Regions from separate parts of the Mus musculus genome. Here all the other regions are linked to region 3. The links are chromatin contacts, called in public promoter capture Hi-C maps. All regions are on one chromosome and are shown on one strand. The core of a region is the stretch at or near the end of the contact, and the rest is flanking DNA. Distances in the headings are between cores, read along the strand shown.

Region 1 (4,673 bases), core at 1,674-4,173, 88 kb before region 3:
AACTCAAGGAGGAAAAATGGTTGGATAAAAAGGTCAGTGCTTTCGAAATTCCCTGCAGCCATGAATCCTTGCTAAGGCTGAAGTGTATATTCTCTAGTTATTTTTCCATCTCAAACATTATACCACTGGGAAATACATTGTTATTGCTTAATTGAAATGGATATTCAGGGTACGGAGGATGTTTTTATCGTTTTTGCTTTTTCCTATCCAAACCAATGAATTGGGCATTGTATATGTGTCCTGTTTTCAGATTGTTGCCTGTTGTAAGGTTGAAATGCATATTTCATTCATATATCTTGGCTTTTCTTCCCTCCGTGCTTTCAAAAAGAATAGCTCTTCTTTTCTAGTTTGGAAGTGGGTGGATGTGGCTGAGAGCTATCATATTCATTGAGAATATTAACAAGCTGCTTTGTTATGATGAACCAATGGGAAGAAGTAATTATTCCAACAATATTTGGAGGGTGTCTTTGTACTTAAGGGAGAAAGGCACTGTCATTTCTTTTCTTACTGTTTTTCCTCCCATCCCTTTTTAGACAAAACCTGTTGCATTTGCAGTTCGGACCAATGTCAGATACAGCGCAGCCCAGGAGGATGACGTTCCGGTGCCTGGCATGGCCATCTCCTTCGAGGCCAAAGATTTTCTGCATGTTAAAGAAGTAAGGAGAATTTGTTTCCTTCCATGTGATTTTTCACCTTCAGCTCTCACTTACTTCTTAGTGTTGTGAAATAGACTTAGTTCTAGCTGCTGTTGTATAACCCACAGCTAAATCGGTGTCTCAGAACCTTTTCTGATATAAATAAACTTCAATGTAGAAAGGAGTCAGAGGCTCCTAGCAGGATTGCCAGGGCCCCTTTGGGCTTTGTGCCCCAGAAATTAGGAACTATTTTGCTGAGTGATCCAATTTTATGTGTGCCCTGCCTTTTATCTCTTAATGATTTACCTTGATTGACTACTGGTAATGTTTTTCCTGATGACTGAAGTCAGAGCCATATAAGGAAGAGGCTTTTTAGGTTTTTGGGGTTTTGTTTTTTGTTTTTTGTTTTTTGTTTTCTTCTTCTTCTTTTTAATGAGACAAGATTTCACTCTGTGGCCCAGGCTGACCTAGAATCTTTTATGTGGCCCTGGCTCTAAAACTCACTATATAGCCCAGCCTGGCCTCAAATGTGCTACAACTCCCTACTACCCACCATCCCTCCCTCCACTTCATTCACCTGGGTGCTGGGAGTCCAGTTGTAAACGTCCATGCCTGCCTCCCTGGAAGGGTTCGGTTGCTTCTTTCTACCAGAGAAGCATCATTTCTGCAGCAGAATGGAATGGTGGGAAATAGAGCAAATGAGACATGAAGGAAGCTGATGCCAAGAAAATGTTTGTTACCCTAAACAGACAAGGACAGCCTTTAAATTAGAAAAATTCACGTTTAATTACATTTTTTTTTGGTGTCCACATATCACATGTGTGCTCTGTGGGACATGATAATTTTTCCTAGAGTTCACTTTTTTTTTTTTTTTTTTTTTTTTTTTTTTTTGGACCTGAGGGAATTTAGAGTTGGAGGCATTCACACAGGGAGAGTATGAAAATTAACTGGGCCATGCACTAACTGATGCAAGTGAAGGAGGCTAGAGAGCTCACAACTGCAACAAGTCATAGACAAAGATGTAAAAAAAAAAAAAAAAAGGATGCAAAAAAAAAAAAAAGGAAATCCAAGTGTTCAGAATTGATGGTGAGCATCCACAGGAACGGGTGAACATACAACAGGAAGTTAAACTAATATAGAGACTTTTCTTGATGCTAATACCTTGAGCAGAATCATTTTGTACTACAGAAAGAAAAATCATGAGCTTTTTAGAAAATACTTGATAATAGATTTAATTGAGGAAAATAAAATTAGATCCTGAAGATTCAAGATAAATATTTACCTGCAAGATAAGCTACCAGCATAAACATGAGAAAAACCACGTGTGAATGCTGTACTGTATGCCTATAAAACTGCAGAGGTACATTTTGCTGATACAGAATATTTCAAGTATATTTCAGTATTCCTCTTCAATATTAATACTTTGAATTAAACCAATTTCATAAGCAAAAGAACTCTGCAAGACTTCCTAGATTGTCTCTTGCTAGGGATATTAATCTTTGAATGTTGACCAATTATTACATATCTCAGCTTAGACCTAAATGCAGCACTGGAAAGGGAAAAACAAGGAGATGCAGTCTCTATTGGACTGCTGGCTGGCCACACCGAGCTGGGCACACACTTTTCTGAGCTGAACACACAAACCCAAAGGCTTCTTGAATTTTGGTATTAGATGTATGCTTCTAACTGCCATGTTTTTCTCCCGTGAAAACAGTTGATGTAGAAGAAGTCAATTCAGACGTTTAAACCTCTTGAACTGATTCTAATACTTTGGATTTTGTGTGTAGAAATTTAATAATGACTGGTGGATAGGACGGCTGGTTAAAGAAGGCTGTGAAATCGGATTTATTCCAAGCCCAGTCAAACTAGAGAACATGAGGCTACAGCACGAACAGAGAGCCAAGCAAGGGAAATTCTATTCCAGGTATGAACAACAACAACAACAACAAATCACTGTTTATATAAAAATGCAGACGTTGTCCTCGCTTCTGTCCTGTTGCTTGCTGAGTGCTGTGATCCTTAGTGTATACTGAGCAGATGCTGATGGTGTTCATAGAGAGCATCACCGTTCCTTTTAAAAACACTTCACTCCAGCTTCTGATTCTAATTGAGAATCAATTGATTATGATCATTAATAAAAATAGCTATGGTTACAAAGCACTACATTTTGCCTTCAGCACAGAGGAGACCCTGAAATCCTAATCATTGGCTGAACATAGGCAAGCAGCAACCACAGTGACTAATCCCAGTGTCTGTCTGTAGCTGCCCAATGTGGCTGACAGATGCTTGAGGGATATCAGCCTCAGGCATCACTGACAAAGAGCAGCTCCTGTGGTCTCTTAGTTTCATTTTCACTTGAGAGATCCAATTTTCAATTCTACCAACTGTTAAGCACAGAAAAAGACACCATGTATGAAGCAAAATTGCCTTCATGAATAGCAGTTAGCTGAAGTTATGCAATAGGCTAGATCTATTACTCTGATAAGACCTTCTTAGGAGGCTTACTCTAGGCTTCCCTTCAGCAAGACATTCATTAAGAGGGCTTCTCACCCAGGAGGCGAACTTCATACTGAAGCCTGTGTATCCAAGGTGAAGAATGCAGTATGCTTCTCACATGGATGGAAGGAGAAAGATGGGAAGACTTTATCTTCCTGTGGGTGGCTGAGTTTCAGTCTTACTCCATTACAACTTGCTTGTTTGTATAATGTCAACTCCATTGTTAGTGCTTAAAATTTTAATGTTAGGAAGTATTTTTTACCTACTGTCATGAGATGAGTGAAACTGAATGGCTGTTGCCTCATTAAAACCAGAACTTGATCACTGTCACACTCCTACTGTCTTGCAATTTATTCTACAGAGCTGGGTTACTTCCTCTTCGAACTGTATAATGTTTCTTTGACTTTCATGATTTTATTTCATTGCATCTGTCTACCAAACTTTTATCTAGGTATGCCTAAGGACATCCACTCTCTTCCACAAGTATTTACATTTGCCTTTCGACACTTTTATATATTTTGTAAGGACATAATCAAAGTCAGTGTGTATGTCTATGTGTATATACATACAGACACACACACATATATACATACATATATATGTATATATAGTATACATATATATAACACATATTTCAGAAGGCTGAATTTTATGTAAATATGCATATATATTTATCTGTATTATATACACACATATGTATGTGTATTTATATACACATATATATATATACATACATATATACACATACAGAAAAATTTCAAAGACTGACAAAAGTCAGGAGCTAGAGAGATGCCTCTACAGTTAAGTAATGTCATGGTGCTCTTCCAGAGAACACAGGTTCAGTTCCCAATACCCACATGGAGTCTAACACTTGTCTGTAACCTTAGTTCCAGGGATCAGATGCCCTGTTCAGGCCTCCATGGACATTGCACACAGGTGATCCATTTACATATATGTAGGCAAAACACTCATGTATAAGAATAAAAATGTTTAAAAAGACTAACAAACATCAAAGGCACAGAGCACAGTTCAAGAACTTGGCATGTGGATGTCACATCATCCTCTGAATGTTTTACGTATTAGCGGCATCTGTCACAATTTTACACAACATAGTATACTGCCTATTAAAACTAATAAACCAGAAGAGCAAACCTGTGCTTGATCTAAAGTTAGGCTTTGGAGTTTAGGAGGCATACAAACAAAAGATGAAAGCTGCAAGAAAGAGGTGCTTGGTCTTAGCAACAAGCATCCTCGCACATTTCCCAAAAGTGATTCCATAAGCTCCACTTTTTACTAGCTGTATACACTCCTTCATGTCCTTATTGGGTGAGCGGGTGAGCAGGATTTAAACTTTAGGGATACGCAGAGCTCACCTGCTGGTTGTTTAGTAAAGTGATTGTCCTTTGCTTTGTGTATTAAAATGCTAGAAGAGTAGGAAAAAAAAATCAACCAGCAAGGGCAGAACTTTTAACTGCACATCAGTATTTAGCTAGGGCAGCAGTGCCTCTTGAGGCACACACATGGTACATGGTTCTTCCTAGT
Region 2 (4,497 bases), core at 1,760-4,259, 110 kb before region 3:
AGCAGCAGCAGCAGCAGCAGCAATGGGATAATCAGCTCTGCATAAATCGGAAGACCAAGCAAGCCAAAGGCAAAATAAAATTCCTTCTGAAATACTCTCATTAATACGGGATGCTGCCAGAAGGGGCTGCCCATAATCAGGGTGGACTTTCCCACTTCAGTTGAGGCAATCAGACAATTCTTCACATGAAACTCCCTGCTCAGGTTATTCTAATTTGTGGCAAGTTGACATTAAAACCAACTATGATAATGCAGGACCATGAAAGCTGTAGAGGACTAATTGCAAAAGGACCAATAGCAGGGCAGATGAATAGCAAATAAGGCAGGCCATGTTAGCAGTGGCAAGTGAGCCAAGCTGAGATCCCTGGGCAGTTTCCTTCCTGTCAGTCCATTTGTCATTAACTGGGTGGTCAGATGACAGAGAGGCCATCACCAATGTGGTCCAAGTGTCCTCTTCTTTGCAGAGTCGAGGTAATGGTGCTATAGTCTTCCTCAGTCTGCAATGTTTGGTAAGTTCTCAGGCCTGGTTCCTCTGATACAGTTGAATACCCCCACATGCTCATACTATCTCTATTTTGAAAAGTTGATAGGGTGGCACCTTTCCTGCTTTTAGAAGTAAGTTATTTATTGCTCTGTGCCTTCTAGGTGATGCTGGACAGATGGACAGTGCTCTGCAGCCCCTCAAGCAATGTTTTCAATTTTAAAAGTTTATCTGTCAAGTTGATCATCTACTTGCTCTGTCCATTTAACTTGGCCTTGAATGGCTCCATGCTGTTTCAGAACGGCAACTTTTTCTCAAAGGAAAATGAGTTACCAACATAAAGGGCATGAAAATACTATGCGCTTGGTTCTGATGGTGCTTTCTAAAACAGAGTTTAAACAGCCTCCAAGCTGTAAAAGCAAATCCAGAATATAGATACATTATTCCCCCAAAGACATCTGTTTGTAGGACCCACCTCTCACTTTGGCAAGTTTATGTACATTTGCCAGTTTTAACTAATACTTCATTTATTTGAAGATTATACATTTTAATATTAGATTACTAAAATTAGTAATAATAGAAGTATAAGATTATATTTTCTCTTTTTAATGTTGCCAGCCTGGTCATTAAATGATTGGTACCCCTGACCTTGAGAGGAAGGCGGCCCCTGTGTGTATCTGTTACTTGTGCATACTAATCATTTTTTTAATGTCTCCTTTGGGAAACGTACACAAATACAAAGAATGAACAGAGATCATTGTTTCTCTCCAATGAAGTACTGGCAGGTCAGCATAAACCCATTCTTCTCTTGTAGAGCTCTGTGCCCCCATTTGCCAAGAATGTGCCCTGTATGTAAGAGACACTTAATTAGCAAATTCTGAAGTTCAGCGGAAATAACTTAATAACTGCCCCTATTCTGCCAAGCGTTAAAAGCTCAATTACAGAAAAGAGAATCCACAAATTTGACCTATTCTGTCATGTTCACACCCAAAGCTGAGGAAGTGTGAGAACACAGATGTGCTCAGCCTCGATGATGGTCTTACCAATTAGTGAATTGTTCCAAACATTAGTTTGGAACTTCATAGTCAGTTTTTCCAGATGTAAACACCTTTTCATCTAAGAATTTGTCAAAGGAAATGACGTGGGGTTTTGTTGTTGTTGTTGTTGTTGTTGTTGTTTAAATGGTGTTTTGAAGAATTTTGTACATGAGGACTTCATCTAAATTTCTGCCACCTCTGGCTCTCCTTCTAATTCTCCCATTACCGCAACTCATGATTTGTCTTTAAATCACTGTCTCACATACACACATGCACGTGCACATGCACACTCCATGCAAATGATGTGTACACACACCCACACATACATAACAAGCTCAGAGATTTATTGTTTGTTGTTGTTGTTTTGTTGTTGTTGTGTATTTTCTTTTTATAAAAGCACATGTTCTGGGTCATCACCAAAAGAGATCACAGCCTCTTTTGTAAGAGTTTAGATTTTGTTTCTTTTTACTTAGTCTCTGATTATGTGTGATAGTATCTCAGAGACATGTAAAGCTTGTTTCATGGTTCCTTGTAAAGTTATACAAGTTCTTAGTTTAAAATAACACTTAGTTTTATTTACTGCCCACTTGTTACAGAGCTTTTCCATTGCATATTATATTTCCAGGTTGTTGCTGTTGTTTTTTTTTTACATGTTTATTCTTGTGTGTGTAGGAGGGGTTGCACACGTGTGCAGGAGCTCTTGGAGGTTAGAAAAGGGGTCAGATCTTTTGAGGCTAGAGTTACAGATAGTTGTGAACTACCTGCTATGAATACTCAGATCCTCTGCAAGAGCAGTGAGCATCCATAAGTGCTGAGCCATCTCTTCAATCTCTCAGTTAAACTTTTCATAGCATATATATCTGAATTTCCCCTCTAAAAATTACCTACAAAAGTTATCTATTTGTATTACAATAACCCAGTCTTAGTTAGGGTTTCCAGTGCTGCAAGGATAAATATGACCAAGACAGCTCTTCTAAGGAACAACATTTAATTGGGACTGGCTTACGGACTTAGAGGTTCAGTCCATTATCATCAAGGTGGGAAGCATAGAAGCCTCCAGGCAAGCATGACACTGGCAGAGCCAAGAGTTCTACATCTTGATCTGAAGGCAGACAGGAGAAAACTGACCATTTCCCAGGCAGCTAGAAGGAGTGTCTCAAAGTCCACCCCTACAGTGACATACTTCCTCCCACAAGGCCACGCCTCCTAACAGTGCCACTCCGTGGGGCCAACCATATTCAAACTACTACAAACCCCTAAAATGGAAACTCAGTATCTAACCAACATCTTAGAGATTATATTCACATTTTTTTTGTAAAATAAACAAACAAAAAACAAATAGTGTTACATACAGCATACAGTTTTTAACCTTGGTCCCTTTAAATAGTTGGTGCATTCTTGTGTCTTTTTCACTGGCTACACACATCTCTAGTCATACATAGCACAGCTTATTTAGCCATCTAGATGACTTCTTAGTTCCCTAAAAAGCAGAAGCAGAGAGTTTATGTAAGGATGTAAAACAGGCAGATGTCCAAAGCAAGAGGGGGCAGGGGGGAGGAAGGAAAGCCAATGTGATGGACATCCTTGACTGCTTCTCAGTGTGACTGATTGCTTCCTCCTTCAGACTGTCCTCTGCGGCCCTACATAAACTGTTTCTCAGGCAGTCAGATGGATGATGGAACCTGTATCTTTCAATCATGCTTGTTCTGAGGTCTGCCCCTTGGACATCATGTCTGTGTTTCCCTGTACTCAAACATGATGAATAGAATCCCACAACCACTCAAGGGCCTCATGTAGGGGGAATTAACAAGAAGGTACTTGGCACAAGAGTCAGGTATGAAAAAAGATCTGTAGTGATATTTAAGAGGTGTCTATACTATAATTAGAATTTTAATATTAAAATATTGTTTGCCTAAAATTACAAACAATATATAGTTTAAATAAGGTACACTACTTGGGATGATGATGTGTCACTTTGAAGTCAATATTCTATCTAACAAAAAACACAGTACTATGGAGGAGAAATCTCCTCCTGTGTTGTTGGACAAGGGAGCTCAAGAGACCCACCCAAACACTATGGGCTATTGCCACTGCCCTTCGTTGCCTCCAGAATTGGGGAGTAAAGCCCTATTGCTGAAGACACCATACACTTCAAATATAGGACTTAGGCATACGAAGCTGGAACTGACTTGAAAATCTCATAGTATCAGAAGGTGATATTCAAGCTGTCAAAAGAGAAAGGCACCCAGTAGTGTAGTCTTACTCAGTATATGTATCATCACAACTGGACCAGTAAGATATCCACAGTGGTAGAACAGTGGCACTTTTATCGTGGTGGTAATCACCAACTGTCTAATTAGACTTAAAGGCCCACTCAGCAGGAGGGAAGTCATGCTTGGTACTATAAACCTACTTAGTCATCTCCTTGTGGCTGGGAAGTCCTAGAGGAGAATCTACCTTTGCCAACATAATGTTTGTTTACTAAACCAATATAGAGTCTTTTTTTTCTAAATATCTACCCTGATACCCACAGATATAAGTATGTACTCACTTATCAAAGAAGCTCTGGGGTTTTTTGTTGTTGTAGTTGTTTTTGTTTTTTGCAACAGATGGTCACCATAACATAGATACACATGTAAAGGAAATGCAGATAACAAATGACTGTGTGGTACCCAACCCCAACTGATAGATCTGCAATGCAAGCTCTAAACCCAGAGCTTAGGAAAAGCCATGCAAGAGGGAGTAGAAACAGTGTAAAGTCAGATGGTCAGGATACCCATTGATAGATTGTGCCCCCTAGACATAATAGGGGAAAGCCATCCATCAAGTCTCAGCAATATGACTGCCTGAACAAGGTCAATGTCAGAAATGGCAATAGGAGTTGACATACCAATCCAGACAGGTCAAATTCCACATGATTCCACCCACCCCTAGAGGAAGAGCTATAGGAGGTCAATGGCTTCTGAGGAAGGGAGAATGA
Region 3 (4,287 bases), core at 13-2,512:
GAACATTTTCCAGTAAGGTTCAGTGGATTACAAGCTTGTAATTCTAGCACTCAGGAGGCAGAGGCAGAGGCAGGTGGATCACAGTAAACTCAAGACCAATCCGGTCTACCTTATGAGTTCCAGTATAGCCACTACTATGTGGAGAAACCCCCCTGTTTCTTTTCTTTTCTTTTTTTTCTTTTTTTTTGAGACAGGGTTTCTCTGTGTATCCCTGACTGTCCTGGAACTCACTTTGTAGACCAGGCTGGCCTCAAACTCAGAAATCCACCTGACTCTCTAACCCTGTTTCAATAGATAGATGAAAGAAGGACAGATAGATGGATGGATGGATTGATAGATAGCTTCTAAAACTGACTTTTTAATCATTATATCTGAACTTTAGTTGCTTGACAATTATGTCAGTTTGGATGAGTAAGAGGACTGCTTAGACTCTGGTGTTCTTAACAATGAAACCAAATCACTCTACCATGATTTATTAGACTAAATTGTAACCATTTCCAATCAAACACCTGGTGGCATTTAATGAGGCACTCAAAGTGCCCTGATCACCTGAGTAAGTACAAGAGCCTGTACTTTAACAGAACAAGTGCATCTACTGTGGAAGTCTTGAGTTGTGTGGCCAGGGAACTTCTCTGGTTGATTCTGCTACCCCTTCAGTACTAAGGGCTGACAGACACGTAACACTTTCTTTTGTCTTACATCTAAACGTGAGCATATATTTATCTCCATCTCAGTAAGCATCAATGGTGACAAAAAAACCACATTGTTTTTAAAGATTCCAATAAAGTAGTGGCAAAAACTAACCACATATTCCCCTTCTTTCTGCTGAAGTTGTATCAGAATTTTGGCAAACATCTATGTACGTGACCTACCTCCTCGTTCAAAAAGCTCTCTTTGAGATAGTTTTCAACTTCAGGTCTCAAAGATATCTTTGGAAATACATACATTCTTTTGATTTTTTTCTGTTTTAAGTTGTCCAAGAAAATGTTGGGAAGCAGTCTTTATTTCCGAATTTCAGCGTTGCCAGCCAATGGACGAGCACAAGAATGCCTTTCAGTGCTGAGTTCTGGAATGAGCAGGGCCCAAGGTTTGTCGTTCTCTGGGATGCTGTGAGACAGCTCCGAACTGCGACACTGCGCCAAATAGGGCTTGGTGACAAAAAGTGTACCTAAACGCAGATCGGAAAACAGACAGCGCCTAGATCCACTCTGACATGCTATTTTCCAAAACCGCGCCCCCAGCTTCGGAACAGAAAGTCGCTTCCTGGGTTCGTCACTTCCGGCACTCGATGCCCAGCCTTCTGTTCGTGCCCAACCTGCATCTGCCAATCACCTCCCCTGAGGGTGGAGCTTTTTCTAGGAAGGACTGTGCCGGGTACATCCTGGGACTCTTGAATGCTGGGTTGAACTGGATACCTCACTAACCTGAAATAAGGGAGATTTCCATTTATTGTCCCAGTACAAGTAGCGGTGGAGGCTTCCCTCGGACACTTTTTTTTCTTTTTTAAAGACTTATTTATGTCAAGAGTATGAATGTTTTGCCTGAGTGCATGTGCTTGCCTCTTTGATCAAACCCAGGATCTGAAGGTTGTAAGCCAACATATGGGAGCTAACAATGGAACCTGGGCACTATGCAGGTACAAGTGCTCTTAACTATTGAGCCATATCTCCTACCCTAGTACCCATATTTTTTGAATGTGCTAATACCCGTGGGTACTCAGGTACAACTTAAAATCCCCTAATAGTGTTTACAACTAGCCATGAAGCTTCTAGTTAACGTGCTTTAGAGAACAAGAGTCTTGATGTGAATTCCCTGATGGTAATGAGGTGACAAGAGTTTAAAAATAACTAACCAAAGTCAGTGGGATGTTTTATGCTTGAACATGATGAATACTTTTGTCTCCAATGCCACTGGGTTAGGGTTTGCTTGTTTTGGTTTGTTTGTTTTGTGCTTTTTGTTGTTCTGAGCCATATTTCATAGGTAACTATAGAGGAGGGTTTTTGCTTGGTGTGTGTTTAATCTTTTAAGTTTTCACACTGGCTTTAAAATATATATAACTGACACACCAAGTCTTTACTAGGTGAAAATTCCATGACAAAGACACTGCCACAGCTCAGCACAGTGGTTATAAGCAGTTTTCAAGGAGTAAAAGAAAGTTCCAAGAGTTGTAATAACTTTCCACAATCTCAGAAAAAGAAAATAGGCTATAGACCAGTAAGCCAGTTTCTAAAACAAGTACCCAGTTTTTCCACAAGATCATGTATCTGTGGTCAATGCATGGGATTCCTTCCTGACTTCATCACCTGAAACTAACAGAATGTGTCTGGGACACAGGTGTTAAGTGTTGCATGACATGCCTGACAGGACATAAACATCTATTCACCCCCAAATAAGAGTGATGTGGCTGAAGAAAAACTTGACAAGTCCAAATTGAAGAAATACATTAGTTTGCTAGGCTTGCTTACAGCAGGACAGGCAGCCTCCCCTCCAGGAACCACCACACTATTTTATATGGCTGTGATATGAATCTACAGCAGTTAACATAAAACTAGTTTCATAGAGCTACCCAATATAAAAGCAGCCAAGGGGGCACAGGTGAATCAAACTCTGGGAAAGGTTATGTGTCTATGTGCACTCTATCCTTGCTGTCACCAAGCACAGTCTGACCTGGGAAGGGTAGCCTGTTCTGCTGCATTCAGGCAGGGAGAACAGGTAAATGACATCTTGGTGCAACATGGAATGCTTTGCCCAGGATTCAGAGGGCTAGACCACCCACACAAAGGAATTTCAACAGACAACTTTGTAGTAACCTTGACACTAGATATAGTTGAAGTCTTTAAAAAAATAAAGAAAACTTGAACTTGAAAGTCCATGTGGGAGAAATTTCATTTCCACATAGAATACTCATTGTTTGACATATAAAGGGCACTCCCTGAATGACTAATCAAACCTTTGTGAAATAGAAAAGGAAACTGTTGTTAAATATGCATTTGATATAAAGTAGTTCACTACTTCAGAACACTTGAACAGTGACCAGAAAACATGTGGTAAATCTGCAGTTAGTAGAGTGGAGATGTTCTGTCTAAGCAATGGAAGACTCCTATATAAACATGCAAATGTCACAGAGACTTTAGATCTTTAAAGGGGTAGTATGGGCCCCCAAGCAGGGACCGGTGGGAGAAATAAATATGATGTGATATCATCATTTTAAGTTTGGTTATGACCTCATTTTATCTCTGAGGATTTTATTTCAGATTGATCTGGGGGACTGACTTAATTCTGGATTCTACACTTCTCCATTACAGGAAACTTCTTTTTCTTTCAATGCTTTTCTCTTGTATGAGTGTGTGTGTTTGTGTGTGTGAGTGTGTGTGTGTGTGTGTGTGTGCAGGTCCAGATGTACATATGTGCACATATATGTGGAAACCAGACATTGATGTGCACTCACAATTACTCGCAGCTTTCATTTTTGGGATAAGGTCTCTCACTGAATCTGGAGCTGGCTGACTTAACTGGATTGACTGACCGGCAGCAAGCTCAAGGGATCTGCACGTCATGTCTCTGCCTCCCCAGAGCAGGAATTACTGGCTCACACTCCTGGCTCAGCTGGATGATGACGACCATGATGATGATGATGATGAATCCAAGTGCTGGGCATCTAAAAATCAGGTCGTCGTGCTTTCATGGCAAGCACTTTACTAACTAGAATTTCTACTTAGTCCCATTCATTTCTTTAATTGTTTATTTTTGAAGACAAACATCCCTATTTAGCCCAGGCGCTTCTTGATTCACAATCCTACTGTCTCAACCTTGTGAGAGACAGAATTATAGGCATTTCTAACACCCACCCCCTCCTGATAATCTTAAGAGTTCTGTAAAGATAACGTAATATCTTTGCATATCCATTTAGCCACAAATCTAATCCTGTCAATACAATATTCAGCTTTTCTAATACAATTGGCCTCATCTGAGAAACTACAAATTAGAACTTACAGTGTTTGGAAAGCCAAATGAATGAATAAATGAATAGAATCTGGTTCAAAATGCTGCCAGAATTAAGCACACAAACGTTTGGACTGATTCATCATTAGTTCTATAAATTATAATCCACACCTTACTGGGATTTCCTCATTTCTCCTGCTGCTATTATGAAACACTAAGGACTAAACTCCCTGCAAGCCAGACCTCTCTGAAGACTTAGCAGTCCAGCTACTACAAGCCTAAATACCAGCTCTTTGGTCCTGAATGTGTACTTAACATTTGAGAAAGAAACAAAACAGTAAAGAT

The links. Promoter capture Hi-C pulls out the DNA fragments that hold promoters and counts their contacts.
Region 1: a promoter capture Hi-C map of hippocampal neurons shows a contact between it and region 3, with 2.6 times the contacts expected there. The contact joins the enhancer-like site here to the promoter of Nsun6 in region 3. A contact is called at or near these places in 1 of 39 promoter capture datasets (hippocampal neurons), 1 of 15 datasets of contacts at CTCF or cohesin (CD8 T cells), 4 of 484 Hi-C or Micro-C datasets (Th17 cells, double positive thymocytes, group 2 innate lymphoid cells and 1 more), 3 of 115 datasets of contacts at active chromatin or transcription factors (CD8 T cells, the SCID.adh cell line and double positive thymocytes) and 1 of 9 other capture datasets (adipose tissue).
Region 2: a promoter capture Hi-C map of pre-B cells shows a contact between it and region 3, with 5 times the contacts expected there. The contact joins the enhancer-like site here to the promoter of Nsun6 in region 3. A contact is called at or near these places in 3 of 39 promoter capture datasets (the C10 cell line, the HPC-7 cell line and pre-B cells), 5 of 484 Hi-C or Micro-C datasets (the C10 cell line, the HL-1 cell line, the HPC-7 cell line and 2 more), 2 of 115 datasets of contacts at active chromatin or transcription factors (bone marrow-derived macrophages and microglia) and 1 of 9 other capture datasets (adipose tissue).

Annotation. Positions count from the first base shown.
Region 1 is chr2:14,958,233-14,962,905 of GRCm38.p6, forward strand. Cacnb2 (calcium channel, voltage-dependent, beta 2 subunit) reads left to right here. Exons shown (of 14, transcript NM_023116.4): 4 at 534-656; 5 at 2,423-2,559. Among named protein-coding and RNA genes, the nearest start is that of Nsun6, 89 kb to the right of the region's middle. Within about 2 kb of position 2,924, at least 12 of the 459 cell types and tissues checked have an H3K27ac peak or open chromatin away from gene starts, as enhancers often do. A contact at or near this core is called in hippocampal neurons, where this site is marked.
Region 2 is chr2:14,941,157-14,945,653 of GRCm38.p6, forward strand. The region is part of intron 3 of Cacnb2 (calcium channel, voltage-dependent, beta 2 subunit); the gene reads left to right. Among named protein-coding and RNA genes, the nearest start is that of Nsun6, 110 kb to the right of the region's middle. Within about 2 kb of position 3,010, at least 28 of the 459 cell types and tissues checked have an H3K27ac peak or open chromatin away from gene starts, as enhancers often do. A contact at or near this core is called in the HPC-7 cell line, myeloid progenitors and pre-B cells, where this site is marked.
Region 3 is chr2:15,048,050-15,052,336 of GRCm38.p6, forward strand. Nsun6 (NOL1/NOP2/Sun domain family member 6) reads right to left here and starts at 1,263. Exons shown (of 11, transcript NM_028950.5): 1 at 873-1,263. The coding sequence starts at 947.